Regions from separate parts of the Gossypium hirsutum genome. Here region 1 is linked to region 2. The links are chromatin contacts, called in public Hi-C maps. All regions are on one chromosome and are shown on one strand. Each heading gives the region's core, a stretch centred on a gene start, on an enhancer-like site or on the middle of the called end of the contact. The rest is flanking DNA. Distances are from core to core; before and after follow the strand shown. Region 1 holds the start of LOC107897592. Region 2 holds the start of LOC107897600 (cell cycle checkpoint protein RAD17).

Region 1 (5,026 bases), core at 1,773-4,272, 200 kb before region 2:
AGTCACAATCCCAAGAAAACTTAAAGGTCTCCATCTTGTTGTCACAAGTGATTCGTACATGACATGTAACTACTAAAACATACACAATTAAAGTCTCAACATATATTTTAAATATTTTTATTTAATTTAATTGAATAGGAAATTAAAGTCCAATCAATTTGATCTTCAATTTAATTTTTAAAACATTAATAAATTTAAGTTTATTGATATATCATCTTTAATATTAAATATTATTTTTTAATTTTTTCTTGATTAAAAATAATACGGGATCAGATAAGGATTAGTTTAAATAAACACAAAGACTATTGATATCTTACTTGACTCAAACTTAACCGAATTTGATTCATGATATATAAATTGTCATTTCTCTTATTTATAGATACCTAATATCATGATTGTAAAGAGAAGTCATGAAACCCTGCATAGCAGTAAAGTATAATTTGATTAAAATATACTATACCTTACAAGTTAATCTTGGTTTTTGTTATTTACAAATACATACAAATATGTATATATATATGTGTGTGGTTGTGTCATTTACAAACACGTACAAATATGTACATGTGTGTATTTTAAGGTTTTTCTCCTTTTACAAATTTTAAAATGAGCTGCAAATCAAGAGGATGGGAAAAGAGGGCCAGTGGCAGTCCTGAAAAGCCTCCCTCTTTTAAATTGAATGTTGTTTAGCTTTTGTTGGCACCAATTGAGTTGAGAAGTGGATACAATTGACATCTGCAATACTCTCGATATCAACTGCATCTCTATCATTGCAAACACCATTGTCTCTTTCTGGGACTCTTCCATAGGTTTCACAACTTTGTTAAACCAGCACTTTCGTTTCCCTTGTAAATCTTTCAACCATAGTTCCTTCTGCTTCAAACATGAAAATATAATCATTATTTCATATCATCATTCCACTTTTTGAACTCTTCTAAATATGCAGTCCTTAGTTTTCCTCCTAACCAACATGTCACTATACCCATCTATGGATTGGGTTATCAACCTAAGTGTGAAGGTCCATACAGTATTTGTCCACTTATGAACAGTTCTAACCGCAAAGAATTCCGTCCCTGAATACTTCTTTACCTTTGCAAGTGTAGTGGTTAGGTCAGCCAGCAGATGTAAATCTCTTGGATCCTCCATTGGAGGATAAGTCCATAATGAAGTCTTGAATTTCCACCAACTCTTAGTCCTGTCAGTGGTTATAAATTTTCCAAAAGCATTTATACATTTCTCTATTGCCTTCAACACCGCTTTTGCATCCACTGTTTCCCCTTTATTCCCATCTTTTTCTTCCTCCAAAAACCCTGTAAGAATGATCAGATTGAGGCTAAATTTCTTAATTATATAGAAGAGACATAATCTTTCCAATGAAGCTGTTAAACTTTGCATCTCAATCTTGTTAAAAATAAATAATAAGATCCATATCTCAGATCATGTCGTACTAAACTTATGCAAATATAAATGATCTTAATATTATATTTAAACTGCATTTTTCTATGGCTGATAAGTACCTTCGTGGACTTTCATTTTAATACATTTCTCTAAGGCCATATCAGTAAGCACAGTCTTTCTCTTTCCAAGTTGAAAAGTCAAGTTAGAATTTAATACTAATATGTTTAAACATCCTTATATATTAATGCATATTTGTGTTATTTTTTTGTGTAATATTTTAGTTATATATATTTTTTGTGTTGTGTTTATAATCTGTTAGCTAGTATTGTTAATCCCATACTGTATAATAATAGAAATGAAGATTAACTATTAAAAGAAATACCTGTGAGTTTAGGAACTTGAAGAAGGGTCTTGGAAGCTAATCTTGCTTGAACATAATTCCAAGCTCTCTTTCCCTTATAAACATACCTTTCTTCTTCCAAAAATCTTTCTAGCAATACTTGGAAGTTTTGGAAATCCTTTGCCCAATTATCAGCAAACAAGCAGTTGGTCAAGCTCAGGAACTTGACCTTTCTGTATTGATGGTGCAGGGCCTCCCATGTCAAGCATGATTGACCCACATAAACCAACTCAAAATCACTTTGTAAACTTCTCAAAAGCTTCTTTTTATCCTGCTTGCTCCATGATATGTAGGGGATTGTCAAATCCTTCACCTTGATGTTCTCCAATGAACTTGGGATCCCCACTTCCACGTTCAAGATTGCACCTAAAAGTAACCAATCAATGAGTACAATAAGATTGCACATAAAAGTAACCAATCAAAGAAAAATACTCACTTATTCCCTGAGTCCTGTCATGGTTTAAAATATCAAACCATCTCATTCTTTCATAATATTTCTTGTAAAAACCTTCTGATTCATCCTCATCTCTTGCTGTGGTTATTACCTCCCTCTCCAGAACTTGAGAACTAGAGCTGCAAGCTGGTAATGAACATTCTTGCATCAATGGTGTGCTCAAGGAACTAAACAACGGTGAATATTCATTCAAATATGATTCATCCATGGATGGAGAAATGCAGAAGGAAGATGAACATTCATATGCGCTCAAGTCCTTTTGAAGATAATAAAAGCTCCAGTCTTCCATATTCGAAGACTCTCTTCCAGGAAGAATTTCATGGTTATCTTCACAGCCATTAGCCTCTACAAATTCAGTCTTCCATGCATCGGATGGCATGCTTGAACAAATGCATAAGCTGATGAGCTGATTTTGACTAATATTATCAGCAGCTTCCAAGATCAACACTTGTTTTGAATCAACCTCTTTAGCTCTAATAAAAGAGAAGATATAGACGACACAATATCTACAAAATTTATCAACATAAAAAACCAAAAAGTAGATGACTCTAAAAGGATAACTCAACAAAGCTAAAATGCATCTTTTCAGCCATTTGAGACACAGAAAAACTTGGCAAGCACAAAGAAAAAAAGGGTGGATATAGAAGCTCAAATAAAACCATTTGAGAAAATATCCAGGAGGGATGACTATAGATTCAATAATAAGCCAACAAGAAGTAAGGAAAGCCATGCTCAAGTCAGGTTTCAAGATTCATCACTTGATTTGGGGTGTGGGGGATTTTGGCAGTTAATTTAACTTGGTGGGGGGCCAAGATAGATGTCCTTGACCACATAGCATAACTTGGTTGGCAAGCTGCTTGAGTTTAGTTTAGTTTAGTTTAGTTTTTTTTTTTTAATTTGAGTAAGTTATTATAGAATCAAACTCGTCCTTAAACAACTCAAATTATGTAATAATCCGAATTTAATTATCTTAATACCATACTTGAAAAAACGAAAAAATCTTAATCTCAAACGTAAACAATTAGAATTTACATATTTTTTTAATAAATAAAGGAATTCAACTGATATTAATTATATTTTAAATTAAATTCAATTGAAGGCTGCAAATCCCCCAAACATGAATTGGAATCCTTTTTACTCTTTAAACTGAGTTGACAAATAAGGAAATAACATGGAAAGAGCCATATTGGAATTTTTTGTTCCAGATATTTAAAAAATAAGAGAGTAGTTTCATGGGTCAGCAATTCTCACTTTCTTTGTCATTTCAAGAGAGAGAAGCTTGGATTATAATATACTTTTTCTATATCTTGACTAACTTTTTAGTTAATTGCATGAAAATATGCCTTATTCCTACATGAACCCCATCAATTTTTTCCTTCAAAATTTCACAAAAGATTTCAGACTTTAATCCATTTTATATAATTATTGATAAAAAATTTTAATCTTATAAACGAGATTGAAATTTTATTATGTATCTTTCAATTTTATTTAAAACTTTAAAATTAATAAATAAAACATATAGTAAACTCTTCTTTACCAAATAATTACTTTATTTTTACTTTCTCAAGATCACTTGCTTTTCCACAAAGATGAAAAGGACGTGTGGAACTTAAATGAAAATGGGCCCCAAGACCAAGAGTATTGGAAATTTAATACAAGTGAAGCATCTTGACTTTTTCAATCATCATCTCTAACCTCACCCATTACCCATTGGATAACCATTAACATGTCAATGGGGTTTCCACCTAATCTAGTTAACTACTAGTTTTTTTCAAAATTTATGTTTATTTTAGATTATATTTTAATTACTTATATTTTAAATGTTATATTTTACTCATTTTCATTAACATGTTGTAACATTTGTCATTATGCCGTTAATTGTCATTAACAATGTAATTATAAGTTGACGTGACACGTTAAATCATCATTTAAGCAAAAATTTTAGATTGAATTATACAATTGTTTCCCATAATTTTTTTCATTTTGAGCAATTTAAATTTTTTTCTTTTATGTTATTTTAACTTTTTTTTCTTCATTTTTCATTTTTTTTACTTCTCCCTCTATTTTCCTCCTTTCCCCATCTCTTTTAATGTAGTTTTTCTATATTTTACATTTGTTAAAACTTTATTATGTTTATGAAAAAAGAAAAAGTGAAAACTAAAACCAAAATAAAACTTGTTTCACATATTCTCACCCTATAATTACAAAACCTCATCATTTATTATCACTTTAACGAACCACTTCTAATCTTTCAATGACCTAGTCCACAAGCTCGCCTCACTCGAAGAACTTGCTAGTCGTGGCTGATGGCAGTCCACCATCAACAAAGTTTCCTGAACCCATTCCCTTAACCTCTTAACCAACCCCTACTACCACCTTATTTTCTAACCTACAACATTCTCACCTTTTCGAAGCTACGTTGTTTCATGGATTTTTCAAACAAACTCTACACTTTTAATGACTAAAATGATCACCATACAAAACTTACCCATGCTCGACTTTCAATCAAGCTTGCTTGGGAATATCCAAGAAGATTTAGATCAATTTTATCGTTTGCTTAATTTTATTCGACAGAAAAGAAAAGAAAAGAAAAGGAATAATCTACATGATTTTATAAAAGTTTGGAAACGGAAAAACTTTGTTTTGAATATAAAGAATTCAATTTATGTTTAGATTTGAATAAGGATATGAATTTTTTATATTAATTAGTTAGATCCAATTTTAGTTTCAAAATTAGGTTATATTCAAATCGAGATTTGATTAAAAACTATTGATAT
Region 2 (5,008 bases), core at 279-2,778:
ATTTTCAATCCAGTTAGTCAGATCTATATCTCTATCTTTTGAGAGCCATCCGCTCTGATGCCCAAGATAAAACATCTCTCCAATTGGACTTGATAGATGACATATTAGTCTTTCAATTAGTTTACTCATTTTCGATTATACTAAGGACATGTTTAGGCCGTCTACTAATACAAGTTGTCTTTCTATATTACGATTTGATCACGTAATACTGCTTAATATTAGTTAAACATTAGACAACTAATGAACAACATTTGCTTCTATTTTTTTTCCATGCAAAAACCATGTGAGGACAATATACAAAGTATTAATGTAATTCATGAATAGTTTTATTAACCTATCTGTTCGGAAAATTTAGCCACCCAAGGACAATGATTAAGTAACTTTCTCGTTTCTAACTCAACCTCAAATTTAGCCACCCCAAGGACAACAACTATTTCAATTGGAAGGCTCATGGCTAAGACTACATCTTCCAAAGTTATTGTTTCTTCGCCATGTGAGAAGTTGAAAATAAGAGTATTTGATCTCCATATTTCCTCCAAAGTCACGAGCAACAATGATCATAACAAAATAAGAAGTATTTTGACCACCTTGAAAAAACCAACTACACCTAGACAATTTGTAGGTCGAGCGTGCTTTTCTTCCAGCATTAGATAATGTACATTACTTTGAATTTAGAGGTTTTATTCCTCAACGTAATAAGTATAGTTTAATATTAAAATAAAAAAATCAACGTTCTAAATTCAATATTAAAATTGGATTTTTTTTTTCTTAAGAAGTCAATAATAATGGGAGACATCTTTTTTTTTGGACAAATGTGTTTGCATATTTACCTAAAGAAAGTAGTGATTTGCCACAAAGGAATATAAATCTATTCAACAATTATATACTATAAATTTCTCAATCTCTAAGTCATTCTATAATAGAAGACAATTATGGGTGAGAGTTTAATCGAATTTAATAAAAAAAGTTTGAATTAATTGAGTTGACAAATCTTGTTTTATTAACTAAATTTAATTTAAATTTTTTAAAATTAAATTGAGTTATATTAAATTTAAATAAAGTTGAATTAAATATATTTAATTGAGTTAAATTAAAAAAATAAATAATCCAAAACTCTAACACGAGATAATTATTATATAATTTTTACTTGGGGGCCATTGGGGCGATGAAAACTTTGCCATGAAATTCAAAAAGAACTTGACCACCCATTGACATTGAGAGAATCTGAAAAATAAGTTTTGGATATAGAAAATACTATTTTAAAAAACTCATTTTTAATTAATTGAAATTAAAACAATGCTAATATGTGTCTTTCTTAACTACATTTGTCAAATTTCCATTGGCCGAAACTAGCAATTTCCGTAGGGTTGGGTAACGGAAGCCAAAAGTAGGAACCTAATTGGAGAAAAAAAAGGTTTGAGTACTACATTGAACTTCCAAGCTAAACTGAAGTAGCATTTAGTATATTATCCCTGTTCCTTAATCCTAAATCGTAATTAGCTTCCCTCGTACGCCTTTCCCGTTTCCTAACCTTGGCTGATAAAGTCACCGCCTTTATTATTTTTTGAGCCTGCGAAGGGAAACACTTCTCTTTTCAGTTCTTCCCCAAATCCTGCCACTCCTTCCATTTCATCCCTCTCTTTGATCTCAAAACAAATTCTCTAACTTTTAGGGTTTTTGAACTGCTCAAAAACCTATCGATAGTGTTTCTGCTCTATTAGCAATGGGGAAACGAAACAACATCGTCATATCCTCGTCAGACGATGAAGATTACGAGCCTTCTTCGAGGTTGACACGGAGCTACCAGAAGCCCAAATCCACGTCTTCTCTTACTCGTACGAATCCTAGTAGAGCCAAAAAGCCTCGTCTCCCGGGCTTTCGCTTAACCAAACAATCCAGCAATGTAGATGAGGTAAATACGTTCTGTTTTTATCATTATTAATTTCTTAAATGTCTTTTTCGCTCTTTTAAATGTATGTGTGTGTATATATATATATTAATCATTAAATTTGATGTTTAGTGCAGATGAGACTTGCTTTTAGAGATTTTGATGAAGTTTTGAATGGGTTCAAGGTTTCTGCTGGTATGCTGTGTATATTTCCTTCTTAACAAAATTTTTCATTAAAACATTTACTTTATGATTAATTGGAAATAGAATACGATCTAGGTTCTAGAAGGAGCAATCCAAAGGAATTGTGGGTTGATAAACATAAGCCTTCTTCTCTGGAAGAGCTTGCTGTTAACAAGAAAAAGGTGAGAGTCAGTATGCTATATACTGTCCATTTGAATATCTGTAATCTACTAATTCGCATTTTTTCCCTCTCTTGTTTGTTGCAGGTTGAAGAAGTCAAGTCATGGTTTGAGGAAAGATTGATGACTCCAAAGGTAATTTCATTATATTAAAGTGGGATGTTGTGATTGTTATCTATTGCTGATGTTGAATAAGCATCTCGTTATTATTATTCTTCAACTGGTCTGAGTAAGTTCATGTGTTTTTCTTTAGTATTTACAGGATGAGGTTGGCCGTAGTTCTGTTCTCATCCTCTCTGGGCAAGCTGGGGTTGGAAAATCTGTAGGTTGTCTTAGCAAAGCATAATTTTTCTACATTTTATACTAAGGCACTGTGTTGTTGCTATTTATCCATTTTATGACTTAATGGTAGGACTATAACAGCATTTACCTGCAAGTTTTACTTGAAAATCCTGCTTCTTGTGTGTAGGCCACTGTCCATTTGATTGCATCTAAGATTGGGGCTCAATTATGTGAATGGAACACACCTACTCCCACAATTTGGCAAGAACATGTTCATAACTCAAGTGCAGGTATTTAGGTGCATCTTTCATGACGAAGTTGGGCAGAATCTTTGTCAGGTTTGCTATACGAAAACAATGGTTTCAAAAAATAATTTTTTTGTTGGCCTGGATGCAAGGAATTTTAATTATTAGCTGCTGTGTACTGCTTCCCTTTTTAATAGTTACATTTGTCAACCAATTCGAGGTGAAATATAGAATTTAAAGTCTCAGATGTGAACCATAGTTCTAAAGGCTAGTTTTTCATACAAATTCCCAATTAACTAATTCTTGCTGATAATAATATTTGTGGTCCAGGGATGAAGTACACTTCTAAGTTGGATGAGTTTGAGAATTTTGTTGAAAGAGTGAGGAAGTATGGATTGATCTCTTCATCTTTGAATGGGAACTCAAAGTCTTCAATCATATTGGTGATTGATGATCTTCCTGTAACTAATGGAAGATCAGCTTTTGAAAGACTTCAGAGGTGCTTGGTTCTGCTTGTGAGATCGACAAGGGTACCAACAGCTATATTGGTCACTGACTATGGTAATGCAGATTCATCAGACCTCACTGCAAGATGGTTGGAAGAACTACAGTTGACACTTGAGAGTGCTGGGGCTAGTAAGGTTATGCTCACAAGAAAATTGGTATTAGGTTTATTATTTTTCCAGTGGTTGCTAATTTCTAGCTGGAAATTGCAGGTTGCTTTTAATCCTATAACAAATAATTCCATAAAGAAAACACTCTCTAGAATATGCAGACAGGAGCTATGTAATGTGGCTGCTGAAGAGATTGATTTGATTGCAAGAGCCAGTGGAGGTGACATCAGACATGCAATTACTTCTTTACAGCTCTTCTGTCTGAAACCAAATGTGGAACTTGATTTATCATCATCCAATTCTACTCCCAGTTGCCCAAAGAAAATGCAAATGTGCTCAATAAGTTCAGCGGTGGATTTTCTTCACAATATGGCAGAGATGAAACCCTGACACTTTTTCATGCATTGGGGAAATTCTTGCATAACAAAAGAGACACAGAAAATGTAGTTGCATTAGGTATTTCTTGACATATAATTTATTAATTGAAGTTCCCTTTTATGTGGGCTTGATTTATTATGAGAAAAGAACGGGGAATATTGAGGGTCCTCATGCCATGGAATGGCTAAAAATATGTCAGTCTCTACTATGTAGTACATTGTTCTGAATATATCTAAGTTATTTAACTCTGAACTTCGCCTTTTCTCCTAGACCAAAATGCATTTCGAGTAGGGGAGAAATTCTCAAGACTTCCTTTTAAAATGGATTCTCCAGAAAAGATACTCTGCCAAGCACATGGTCAATCAAGACCTATTACAGATTTTCTTCATGAAAATGGTAACTTTTTCTTGTCTTCAATTTGCTTATGCTATGAATAAGTTTTACAATTGTTCCTTGTCTTTGTTTGTGCGTGAGAGAGAAATAGGCAGAGGGATGGAGCAAAGTGTTGTGAGTTGTTTTCTGTCCGGTTTCTCTCATGCCTGATGCTACTGCTATCCAATTCCTGCAGTTCTAGATTTTGTGAGCGATGAGGCGATGGATGATGCATGGGCTGTGGCTTCATATCTTGGTGATGCTGATTTGCTTCTCGCTACCTCTCGAAGGACTTTAAATAGACATAGTGAGATAGAGAATGTTCTACAGTCTGCTGCTGCTTCAGTCGCAGTTCGTGGAGTTCTCTATGGAAATTTTCATCCATCACCTTCAAGGTTCTATTTTCATGCTTTAGTTTAGTCCAAAGATCCACAACATTTGCACTTTGCATTAGGGAATCACATCTTATGAAAATGTGCTATTATACCAGATGGCATGCTATTCGCAAACCAAAGCTTTGGCAGATAGAGCAATCATCATCTCACAATCAGGTGGGTTTGATGTTGTTAGTTCCCATAGTTGTAGTAATTATGAATTTACGTTTGAAGGCCATTCAGTAAAAAAAAAGTCTGGACAATGCAGAATGAGATGCTAAGGCAGAGGTTTATGGAAGATGGTGGATCGTCAAGCTTTTCCGAAGTATCGGTTATAGCTACAGAGTATAGACCCGTGTTAAAATGGGTTGGTTACAGAAAAGCCAGAGATGTTGAAACTCATGAGTCGGAAGATGAGAGCGTAAAAAGAATGAGTATAGATGAAGAAGAAAGTGAAATTTCTGATGATGATGATATTGAAGATTGGTGAGAG

What was found. A called contact is a pair of places that touch in the nucleus more often than the background predicts.
Region 1: a contact with region 2 is called in a Hi-C map of leaf, with 3 times the contacts expected there. The contact joins the promoter of LOC107897592 here to the promoter of LOC107897600 in region 2. A contact is called at or near these places in 2 of 34 Hi-C or Micro-C datasets (both in leaf).

Annotation. Positions count from the first base shown.
Region 1 is chrA10:20,428,011-20,433,036 of Gossypium_hirsutum_v2.1, reverse strand. It overlaps LOC107897592, which reads right to left and starts at 3,022. Exons shown (of 4, transcript XM_041078956.1): 1 at 2,232-3,022; 2 at 1,778-2,161; 3 at 1,087-1,307; 4 at 424-870. The coding sequence starts at 2,979. The coding sequence ends at 616.
Region 2 is chrA10:20,228,335-20,233,342 of Gossypium_hirsutum_v2.1, reverse strand. It overlaps LOC107897600 (cell cycle checkpoint protein RAD17), which reads left to right and starts at 1,528. Exons shown (of 13, transcript XM_016823098.2): 1 at 1,528-1,912; 2 at 2,026-2,083; 3 at 2,168-2,253; 4 at 2,338-2,385; 5 at 2,513-2,572; 6 at 2,720-2,822; 7 at 3,108-3,418; 8 at 3,494-3,704; 9 at 3,707-3,847; 10 at 4,040-4,165; 11 at 4,338-4,536; 12 at 4,632-4,692; 13 at 4,784-5,008. The coding sequence starts at 1,724. The coding sequence ends at 5,005.